Regions from separate parts of the Gossypium hirsutum genome. Here region 1 is linked to region 2. Evidence: chromatin contacts called from public Hi-C data. All regions are on one chromosome and are shown on one strand. Each heading gives the region's core, a stretch centred on a gene start, on an enhancer-like site or on the middle of the called end of the contact. The rest is flanking DNA. Distances are from core to core; before and after follow the strand shown.

The links. A called contact is a pair of places that touch in the nucleus more often than the background predicts.
Region 1: a Hi-C map of leaf shows a contact between it and region 2, with 1.8 times the contacts expected there. The contact joins the promoter of LOC107894136 here to the enhancer-like site in region 2. A contact is called at or near these places in 6 of 34 Hi-C or Micro-C datasets (callus, hypocotyl and leaf).

Annotation. Positions count from the first base shown.
Region 1 is chrA13:11,524,530-11,529,625 of Gossypium_hirsutum_v2.1, forward strand. LOC107894136 (ethylene-responsive transcription factor ERF119) reads left to right here and starts at 2,070. Exons shown (of 3, transcript XM_016819355.2): 1 at 2,070-2,302; 2 at 2,607-2,890; 3 at 2,979-4,539. The coding sequence starts at 3,193. The coding sequence ends at 4,221.
Region 2 is chrA13:11,458,012-11,463,277 of Gossypium_hirsutum_v2.1, forward strand. LOC107894941 reads left to right here. Exons shown (of 5, transcript XM_041084892.1): 5 at 445-962. Among protein-coding and RNA genes, the nearest start is that of LOC107894941, 18 kb to the left of the region's middle. Within about 2 kb of position 1,595, at least 5 of the 9 cell types and tissues checked have an H3K27ac peak or open chromatin away from gene starts, as enhancers often do. A contact at or near this core is called in hypocotyl and leaf, where this site is marked.

The DNA.
Region 1 (5,096 bases), core at 820-3,319, 67 kb after region 2:
GTAATACGAAAAGACGCCTTATATTAGTAGATGAACCTAAACATATCCTAAGTTTAATCAGAAATGAACAAGTTGATTGAAAGCCTAATAAGCCATCTATCAAGTCCAATTGGGGAGATGAAATAAAAAAAAAACAATGATGACTCCATAGATACGTGGAAAGGAAGGAAGCCTTCTATGAAATATTTCCATATTTTTTGAAGTCCCATTTACATTTTAAGAGATCGAGTGTATCAAGAGAAGTTTGATACAATAAGTGATGAAGGAAATTTTTTTTAGGGCTACTCCAACAACAGGAAGACTTATAGGGTCAATAACAAGCATACTTAAAGAATGATGAAATCCATTAACAGTGTCGTTAAAGATAGATCCACCAATATGACCAATGAAGATGAAAGTGTGACTCAAGCAAATATAGAAGCAATTGCACCTGCTCCTGATGCTAATGCTATATCACAAGAACTAATTGCAAAAGAACAAGTTGGTGATAATATTTAAGGGAATGATAATTAAATAGAGGTTCTTTCCCAATCCCAACCATCATCAAAGATAAAATTTAAGTTTAAAAATTAAAATGAAAAAAAATAATCTAATTTCAAAATTAATATAAACAAAAAATCAAAGATGAAAGTAGGATATTTTAATTTAGGAATTAAATTATACTTTATTGCTTTATTTTGTTATTTGATTTATGTTATCTCAGTTATAACTATTTTATGTTTTAATGTTATAAAAAAAATTCTATTTCATATTTAAATATTATTACGTGTTAATAAATTTATTAATAATTAATATATCCGTGCATGCAATTGTCATAAATGTAGATAATATAAATATTATATAAATATAAAAAAATTAAGAGAAAAATTATATAAAATTGTGATTTCACGTCATTTTTCTTTTAGTTTTCAATTTTTTCTTGTTAAAAAATTTAAATCCAACTAAAAATATTAAAATTCAGAAAAAAATCTAATTTATCATTCTCTTATTAAAAAAAAACATGAAATCATAATTTTATACTATAATTTATCAAAATCTAACTAGAATACCGAACTTTTCCGTAGAAAACATTTTTAATTTAAGGTGGAAAAGGAATTAAGAAAAGTCAAAGAATGTTAGAAGTAGAGGTGTTCATGGGTCGGGCCGGGCCGGGTTCGGGTCGGGCTCAACTAAAAAAATCATGCCCATTTATTGGGCTCGGACCGGGTCGGGCCCAAAAATGAGCCTAAAATTTTGTCCATGCTTTACCTGAATAAAAATACTAAAATCCGGGCCCGGCCCGGCCTAGCCCGCCTATATTAATTTTTTTATATTATTTTTAAATATATATAATACATTAAAAATACTAAAAATATCAAAATAAATATTTCTCAACAAATTGAAAATAACTTTTGAAAAATATGTAAATTTAAATAACACTAAGACAAATGCAACTTAAGAAGCAAATACTTCTAAAATAATAAAAAAATTAACAAATGCCTTTAAAATAATAAGAAAATTAACAATAAAATAAATTTTATACAATATCCAAACAATAACAACAAAATAATAGCAACATAATAGTAAAATGGTAGCAAAATATAGAGAAAATAACAAGAAAATAACATTCAAAAATAAAAAAAATATGCAGATTTTTTTTGTCCTTTAATAAATTCAGGCCCGACCAAGCGGGACCCAGGCTAAAAATACTTTACCCGAGGCCCGATCTATTTTTTAAACGGGTCTTATTTTTTTATTTAAACCAATTTTTCAGACTTGTATTTTTTTTCTAAACCTTCTCATATTTCGGGTAAGTTTTCGGGCTGGGTCGGATAGCCCGGTCCATACACACCTCTAGTAAGAAGGTTAGAAAAAAACAGTGGGCAGTGGTTAGTGGCAACATTGTGATTTAAAGCGCCAATAACAATCCTTCACTGTACCGTAGTACGTTGAAACTCGCGGCGCTTCGGTTACTAAAATAAAGCTGCCAACATTAGTCAGTCTATACACACTTCCTTTCTTAACGCGTGAAGTCAACACGCCATCAAACCTCGTACAAATAAAAAAATTGGGGCAGTGAAACATGAGATACGTATGACATGGTAAGATCGGTAATCCAATGGTCATGCATAATGTATCTGCATGACAGCTCACTTCCATAAATAAAATAAAAATTCTCTTCACCACCGGTGTTTTGAGTGCTTGGGGAAAGGTGAATGGCCTTTGAGACTGAAGAAGACACGGCGAGAGTAGAATAAAAACAAATAACAAAATCCAGAGTCAGTTCACTGTCCACTGGAGGGAAAGAGAGAGACCTCAACAGGTAACGATTAGGAAATTGGAAATAGCCTTTTGGGTTTTCGATTATTAAATAAATAATATGTATTCCATGACATCTTTTCCTGAACTTTCTCCTTCCATAGAGATAGATTTGTGTCTGTAACCATCGCTGGTCGGTTAAAGTATATATTTTTTACTCTGGTGTTTCTCTACCTTGTATGCTTTTTTGTCTTGTTATGGAGAAAGGAAAATCAGATCCGTACGTTTGTAGTCTCACTTTTTCTTTTTTCTTATGCTATGTCTAGCAGTGTCTAAGACGATCTTTTGGTTTTGGTTTCTCCGAGAAGGTTTGGAAGGGAGAGAGAGCTTTTTGTCACTGATGAGATATTGTTGACTGGTTCTCCGGTGGTGGCTTTTGTTGCGCTTTTGGGAGTTGAGGGAGGCTGATTAGCGGATTTATGTCGACTGAGTTTGATTTGGCTTTGATTTGGGCTCGGTTGCAGCTCTGCTTTTCTTCTTCTACAGTTTTCTGTTCTCACTTGTTCATCAAAGCTTCTTTGGCTCTCTGCTTCTACAGGCAGAGACTGAATCTTGTTCACCCGATTGTTTCGATGCGTTTAAGACCAAAAAAGTATGTCATCAATCATTTCGATTTTTAATTGGTTCTTTGGTTTCTTCAGTGTTCTGATTTGAAAATTTACTGTTTATTTTATTTGCAGGACTTGTTCTGGAGTAGGGTGTTTTGGTGGTTTTCACATAAAACAACGATTTTTCTATCTTCTCTTGTTTCTGAGAGGGGCTTATACTTTATACTGCTTTGATAGTCTCAGATTTTTGTTCTCCCTCTCCTCTTGATTTTGTTCTCGTATTTTAAGGGTAGTTCTTGGGGGGGGGGGGTTTAGTTGAGATTTTTATCCAGTTTTGTCGATAAAAATGCCAGAACCTCGAAAAGAAGCCTCTAATAAAAATAAATTATACAAAAAGTCCAAGAAAACCCAACCAATATTGAGTGAAGACACCCAAATGACTAGAAAAGTTCGTGTTATATTTCATGACCCTTATGCCACTGATTCATCTTCTAGTGAAGATGAATCTGAGAGGACTATTACTAGGAAGGCCCCGAGGGGAAAGCTTGTTGTTCGTGAAGTTGGAGTTCCTATTTTAGGGTTGGTTTCCCACTCAAAACCCTTGGAGTTTGAGGCTTCTTCTCAAGACAGTAACTGTAAAACCCCAACCAGAAGAAAAAGAGTTTTGGATACAACCCTTGACGACAATGCTCTTGTGGTTGAAGCCAAAAGACCTGTTGGCGTTCGTCGAAGGAAGTGGGGCAAATGGGCTGCTGAGATTAGGCACCCACTGGAGAAAACCAGGATTTGGTTGGGAACTTTCGATACCCTTGAAGATGCCGCTGAGGCATATGATGCTAAAAAGCTCGAATTCGGGGCTTTGGCTGTTGCTGCTGCTGCTGCTGCAGCTACTGCTTCCTCCGATAAAACCTATGACATTTCTTGTTCTGCTTCTACTTCTCACACTAGCAATTCTGTTGCTTCAGTATCTGAAGAGTCTGTGAGCCCTTCATCCCATACTACGCCTTCATCAGTGCTCGAATTGGATACTTCTGCATCTGTTGCATTCTTTAACAGCAACCATGATTCTGGGGATGCGAACACAGAAGGGTTTGATGCTAACTTTGCCAATTTAGTGATTCCTGATTTATGTTTCATTGATGATCCACTGTTGTGTGGATCAGTTGGACAAGAGCTGAACTTAGATGAAGAGCAATCCGATTATCTTTTTGTCAATGATTCTGGGGTGATTTTGGAGGATTATTGTAGCATCGAAGACGTGAGCATTTGTGGGATCGAAGGAGATGAACCCAGTGAACTTCCTGATTGTGATTTCAGCACTGATGACTTCGATTTTTGCAAAAAAGTAGCCCACCTCAACATTTTGTGCCCATAAGTTTTGCCGTTAGGTAATAGTAGTAATGGTTTAATAATATAAACCTGGTTGTCATGAGTTATTAGTCAAAGTTGGAAGGTTCTTGGGGGACTCTCCAAGATGGGTTATTGGGTAGTTCAATTTTTGTGAGTGAGTCGAAATGATTTGTTTGGTGAGTTGAGAGGAATGAGTGACGAAAAATCCTTTGGGTTTTCTTGTGCTAAAGAGCCATCCAAGGGATTAATCTATCTGAGAGAAGTGTTTTAATTTTTGGTTGCTCATCCTCACATGTTAAAACTACTATATTTGTCTATTTGCAGCGAACGAAGTTTTATTTTCTATTAATTCTACCTTGGTAGATTTATTTCTTGTGCTTGAGATGAATCATGAATGCGATTGAAGTAAATTAATTTTGACGAGGGACCTTGTCTAATAAGTTGCAGTTGGACTAGTACTTGTATGAAGGCCGGTTCCATTTTTTTCATGAACTGGTGGGAATATTCTAACTTGGGATTGGTTTGTTTGATTGTCGGTCTTTTGCTGTTTATTTTCCGTCAAATGTGGAGACTGGAAAGTTGCGCTTGGATTATTTCTTTAAATAATTTGCATTATAAAATACGAATAAAATAAATATTTTAACTAAAATTGTAATAAGATAAAACAATATAAAAATGAAGTTAATTAATTTAACTACAGCATAGACCGAACGATAGAGGCTACCTTTTAGATTCACTCATCGTATGAGTAGGGTTAGCCGTATCTGGATTGCCTTTCTTATCCTCCCTTCACCTTGTCCTTCCCCTCTAACTCTTTCTTGGTGGGTCTTTTAGGTTCAACTAAAAATATTATATTATGTCCACACTATCTGTTCAGATTTGAAGGTTTACTCGAAATTG
Region 2 (5,266 bases), core at 345-2,844:
TATGATTTAGTCCCTATACCGTAATTAAACACTAATTTAACAAAATTACTTGACCAAAAATTCAATTCACTTCTAATATAACTCCATAAATATTTAATAAAAATATTTACAATTCAGATTTATGGAATCGGGGTTCCAAAATCATTAACTTTCGGGTCATTACAGTTTATACTTAGATATTGCAATTATTAAACTTTATTTTTACCAAATTAATATTTAGATACTAGTTTATATTAGTTTGTCAAATTAAATTAAAAATGTTACTAAATTTATCATCAAAATTTATAAATTCTATAAAATATATCAAATTAAAAAAAAACTTTGAAAAACTTTGGAGGGGGGCCAAACATAAATTTATCCTTTTTCTAAACACTAATTATAAATATTAAAATTAAAAAAAAATTAAAAACTTAAAGGGCCTCTAAAAGTAGTTTTCTGCAACAGTTTCGTATATGGTAGCACCTGCCCTCTTTTTCCAGTTTTGTTTTGGCAACAGTTCCAGTCCGATCGTCGCACCGTCATTTTCCATCTCAACTTCTTTGTCCATGGCCGCAATGAACTACGTCGGAGAGGAAGGTGACAAATGAGCTACCCGACCAGAAAGAAGTGGATTGTTAGGAAGAAAAAGAAGAATCCGGTGAGTCCTATGGTGAAGAAAGTTGTTCCGGTAAAGGTGATCGAGAAGATTATTAGAGATAGATTTGATTTTTATTTTGTTTAGTTTTTATCAAATAAATAACATGAAAATTTATGTGAAAAAAATTCTAAAATCCTTGTCATTAAGTTAACGGCCATATCAGTGGGACATCAGCCGTTAAATGGAAATGATAATTTGAGTCTAACATTTATGTAGTATATGTTAATATTAATTAGTGGGATTTAGACGATATCTTTAATAAAATTTATAAATGTAATTTTATTTTATTAATGATTTCTTACATTAATAAAATATGATTAGTATATTTTTATAATATGTTAATTAAAATTTATTATTTTTATTTCACTTAAGAATAAAATTAATTTTACTAAAATTTAGGATAAAAGATTATTATAGAGAACTAAATAGATAAATTTTAAGATGAAAAATTATTATAAAAAATAAAATTAAATTTTTAAAAAAAAAGTTGATTCTACATCAATTTTGACTTTTATAATAAAAACTATTACACACATACAAATATAAAATAATAATAAAAAATTGTATCTTCATTATCTGCTTTACTTTTAACTCAAAAAGGGAGTGTTAATATAGATATAAATCATGTATTAGATAACTTAAAACCCATTAAATGATTTTAAACTTCATATTCAAAATGCAGTCCACTTTAAGTAGTTGACAATTAAAGACTAGTATAGTGTGGGACCATTGCAGTAAATATTGATGGAGGAGATGACATGCAAGAAGAATGAGTGATATATAATGGGATAGGATATTTTATTGTCTGTTATACATAAAAAAGAAAGATATATAATAGGATGGGACCAAAGACTAAATAAATGTCAAGTTAATGCTGAGGCTTGCAATGGAACCAGTAGGTGGCCCACCATTGCTTGAAGAGGATAAATATCCTTTTGATGGAGATAAAGATAAAAAGATGCTAATCATGACGATGGCTTTCTGGTCCATTTTGAAGACCAGTCGATCACTTTTTGCTGCTGCTCTGCCCTGGTGCTCTTCATTTCTAAATTTTAGACTCACGACAACTAGCATTTATGGATGCCAAAACACGACCTTCATAATTCATTCATGTTCAGTGATTAGCCATGGGAATAGAATGGTCTTGAAAACTTCATGAGCTTGGGCACTTCAGAAAATGAGAAGGAACATACATGTTCATTTGATTTCACAGGAAATGAAACCATAAGAAATATATGTGCTGTTTAATTTTCAGGCTATTTAGGTGAACTAACTTATCTGATAAAATTATTAAGTTGATGTGCATAAATATATGAAACATATACTACTTCACATTTTAAATCCGTTTGTAAATTCTCATTATTATAAGATGATAACAAAAAGAAGTAAAATATTAAATCCTTATTATTTATATAAAAACTTTTAGCTACTAAAAACTCATAATTTTTTACAGTTGATGCCTTCTTTTAATGTAGTATATAATTGAAAACCAAAACCTTGTTTTGGAAGAGAGTAGCGGTTATAATAATAAATGAAAATAATTGATACAAATAATTTAATTAAATAAAAATCTTTGAAAAGAAAAGGTTGAAATAATTTAATAAATATCACATTCTAGTTTGAATTTCTAAAAATCTATATGATAAATGTTATTGAAATCAGTTTTAAATTAAAAAAATAATCTAATTATCCCCTCTTGATTACTTCATCCGAAAATGATCTATGTAGCCGAAGAGAAAGTTTCAAGAAAACTTTGTAAAAAGTTTAAGGATTATCTTCCTGTTGATTGGGTGGATAGAATAAAGCTGGAAACAAAAGTTGGTGCGGTTCAATTTTTGCGCTGGAAGGATGCTGTCAGATTCTATTCAATCTACACAAATTCTTTGAACTTTATCTTAGATCCATTACCTCGCATATAGATTCATCCAAAATTGTTTTTCCGCTGGGATGATGCTCAATGCCCCAACTATTATTTTGTTTTAAATGACTTGGAATTTTTCTGAAAGTTAGAACTAAAAACTAAAACCATAGACGGCTCATTCACTTAGGCTTGAACAAATAGAAATAACAAACAGAGACAATTGGTAGTTTCTAAAGATTAAACAGATTCCACCAAAATGAAGAGATAAATATATGTATAATGGAAAATCCCAAATTAGCATTCGGTATTTACCTATGCCTCCTAGACTACTTATTTACTATCATTTCCATCACTTGACGAGAAGGCTAATGAATCCCACCAATAATCTCATCCATTTTAAACTTGTTTGAATGTTTTTAAAAGAAATTTGAATTCGTTTTGCATTTCTACGACTTCAAAGTTTTTTTTTTATTTTTTATTTTTATTTTAAACATAATGGTGAAATATTGAAAAATTATATTATTCTAAGATCAAATTGAATAAATTTATATATAAAACATCAAAATAAACATTTAATAGAATAATTTTAATATAGATATCATTTTACCCTTTTCTCTAATATCCAAAAATTCGCTTACCTCTTTTCTTGTTCGAAAAACCAAAATACAATATGAAACATAATACACGAGCTATTATGATCATTTTACCGCAATGTTACGTATATTTCTAAGGTTGTTTAAATTTTATCAAGTAAACATGTATATATAGAAATGAGAAAGGTCAAAAACTGACATTATTTAATGAAGATCACGAGACCTTATAATATAGTATACAACCAAATCCAGTTTGATTTTGATTTTTGTTTTGTTTTTATTTACCTTCAACTCTTTTGGAGTATTTAAATGGCTAAACATTTTAAGTTAGAAAATTAAATAAGAAATTAATATTTTTTTAAGAGGTTTTCTTTTTCATTTTGCAATATCAAGGCATTGGTTTTTTTTTGTTCGTTTTACCACTTGCATGGTCGGCAACCTAGTCGATCATTGTGACTCCTGTCCTCTTTCGAAGGCCTCTTATCTTGTTGTTTCTTTTCCTTTCTCTTCTTACCTCTCGTTGTTTTTTCATCTCTCTTTTTCTTTCTTCATAACTCCATTTTTTGTTGGGTTATGGCCCTCCTCCCATTTAAGGGCTAAATGTCTTCAACTTCAAGGCCACTACAAATGGGTGTTGTGCTAAGCTATCATGTTGGGGATTTTTTCCCAATGGAAGGGGAGGATTTATGTGGTGGGCAAGCGGCGGCGATGTGACTTCTATGGAGGTTTTGAGTTGGTGATCTTGTCACCATTTTGCGTTAAGGCTAAAGATTCCAAAGTCACCGTTAAGGTGGGTAGTACTAATGTTGCCATGTATTTTGGTTTGGTTGTGCAAGGTTGGTTACCTTATAATGTTGAAGATGTTAAGAGTAGCAGAAGTTGGTTCCTCCTATTATTATAGGATGTTGTATAGAACACTGATAGGCTATACTCAATCTACGATACCAACATGATAAGCACTTTCTTGTTGTGATGGATCTAGTGCAAGGCAAGCGAAAACTTGGTAGGGGACTCTCACGCTCCATGATAATTATGACATAAGTTTTCGAGGTACAAGCGAGAGTCTCCTTTTGCACCCATGACAAAAAAAAAAACTTGACGTGGTTTGTATCATTCGAAGCCTATCATGTCTAGACTTGATGTTAGTGTCACGGGCCGCAGATCAAAACCCACGACAAATGCACACAGAACATCCCATGGAAGTCAATTGTTTAAATGAGACTTATTTGACCCACTTGAACTGACTTGCTTTGTAAAACACATGGAGAAGCCCATCTACTTGAAGCTTTGGTGCTAGCCCAATAAAACACTCCAGTAAAACTAGAGTTACCATGTTGAATATTTAAACTGTATAGTGTTTAAATCTCTTAGGACTCTCATCTTGTAGATAGGCTTTAATCTTGACCGTTGATATAATTTAAATTGTACCATTGGATCTAGGGAGCTCAACTATAAATAGAGGTCTTCCCCCTCATTTGTAATCATCTCATTCATAGTTATTGAATGTATTTGAGAGCATTTACTCAAAGACCTTGTATGCATTGCTTTCTTGTAGTTTTTCTGTTCAATTCGGCTTTATTGTCTTTGAGCTTGCTTTCCCTTTATTTTGATGCCTTATTGTAACACCCTAGACCCGACCTGTTTGCCAAGTTGGGGTACTAGATGATACAAGGACCCAAATTACTTAGTGATGTCTCTAATTCTATTATAATTACATACTTAAACTCTTAAATTACACAGCAAACTATATTAATAATTATAACTCTTTAAAGTTATAGCCTCCCAAACTTAGCAGTATTTACAACAAAAAAATTTTAATTAAAGGTTTTTACATTTGACTTGATCCCAAAGGCGAAGCCTTTAAAGGAGCCTCTCTATACACATGAACGACATACACGCCCATCCCTCAAACTGGCAGTGTTCGGCTTGGTCCCTCTACTCGATTCTTGAGTCAAACTTTTATCCTACAAATAGGCAGTCAATTCATAAGTTCAAATGAACTTCGTGAGGTATTGTGAAACAGTGCACAACAATATTTCGTAATCTTCAAGAAATAAAATTTAAAACAAAAATTTTCAACTCCTTGTCTATCCTTGGCCTTCTACAGATCCCACAAGCGCGGTCGTCACCCTACCCTTTTTTCGTAGTTCGCCACTGGCAGACTTATTCTCTACC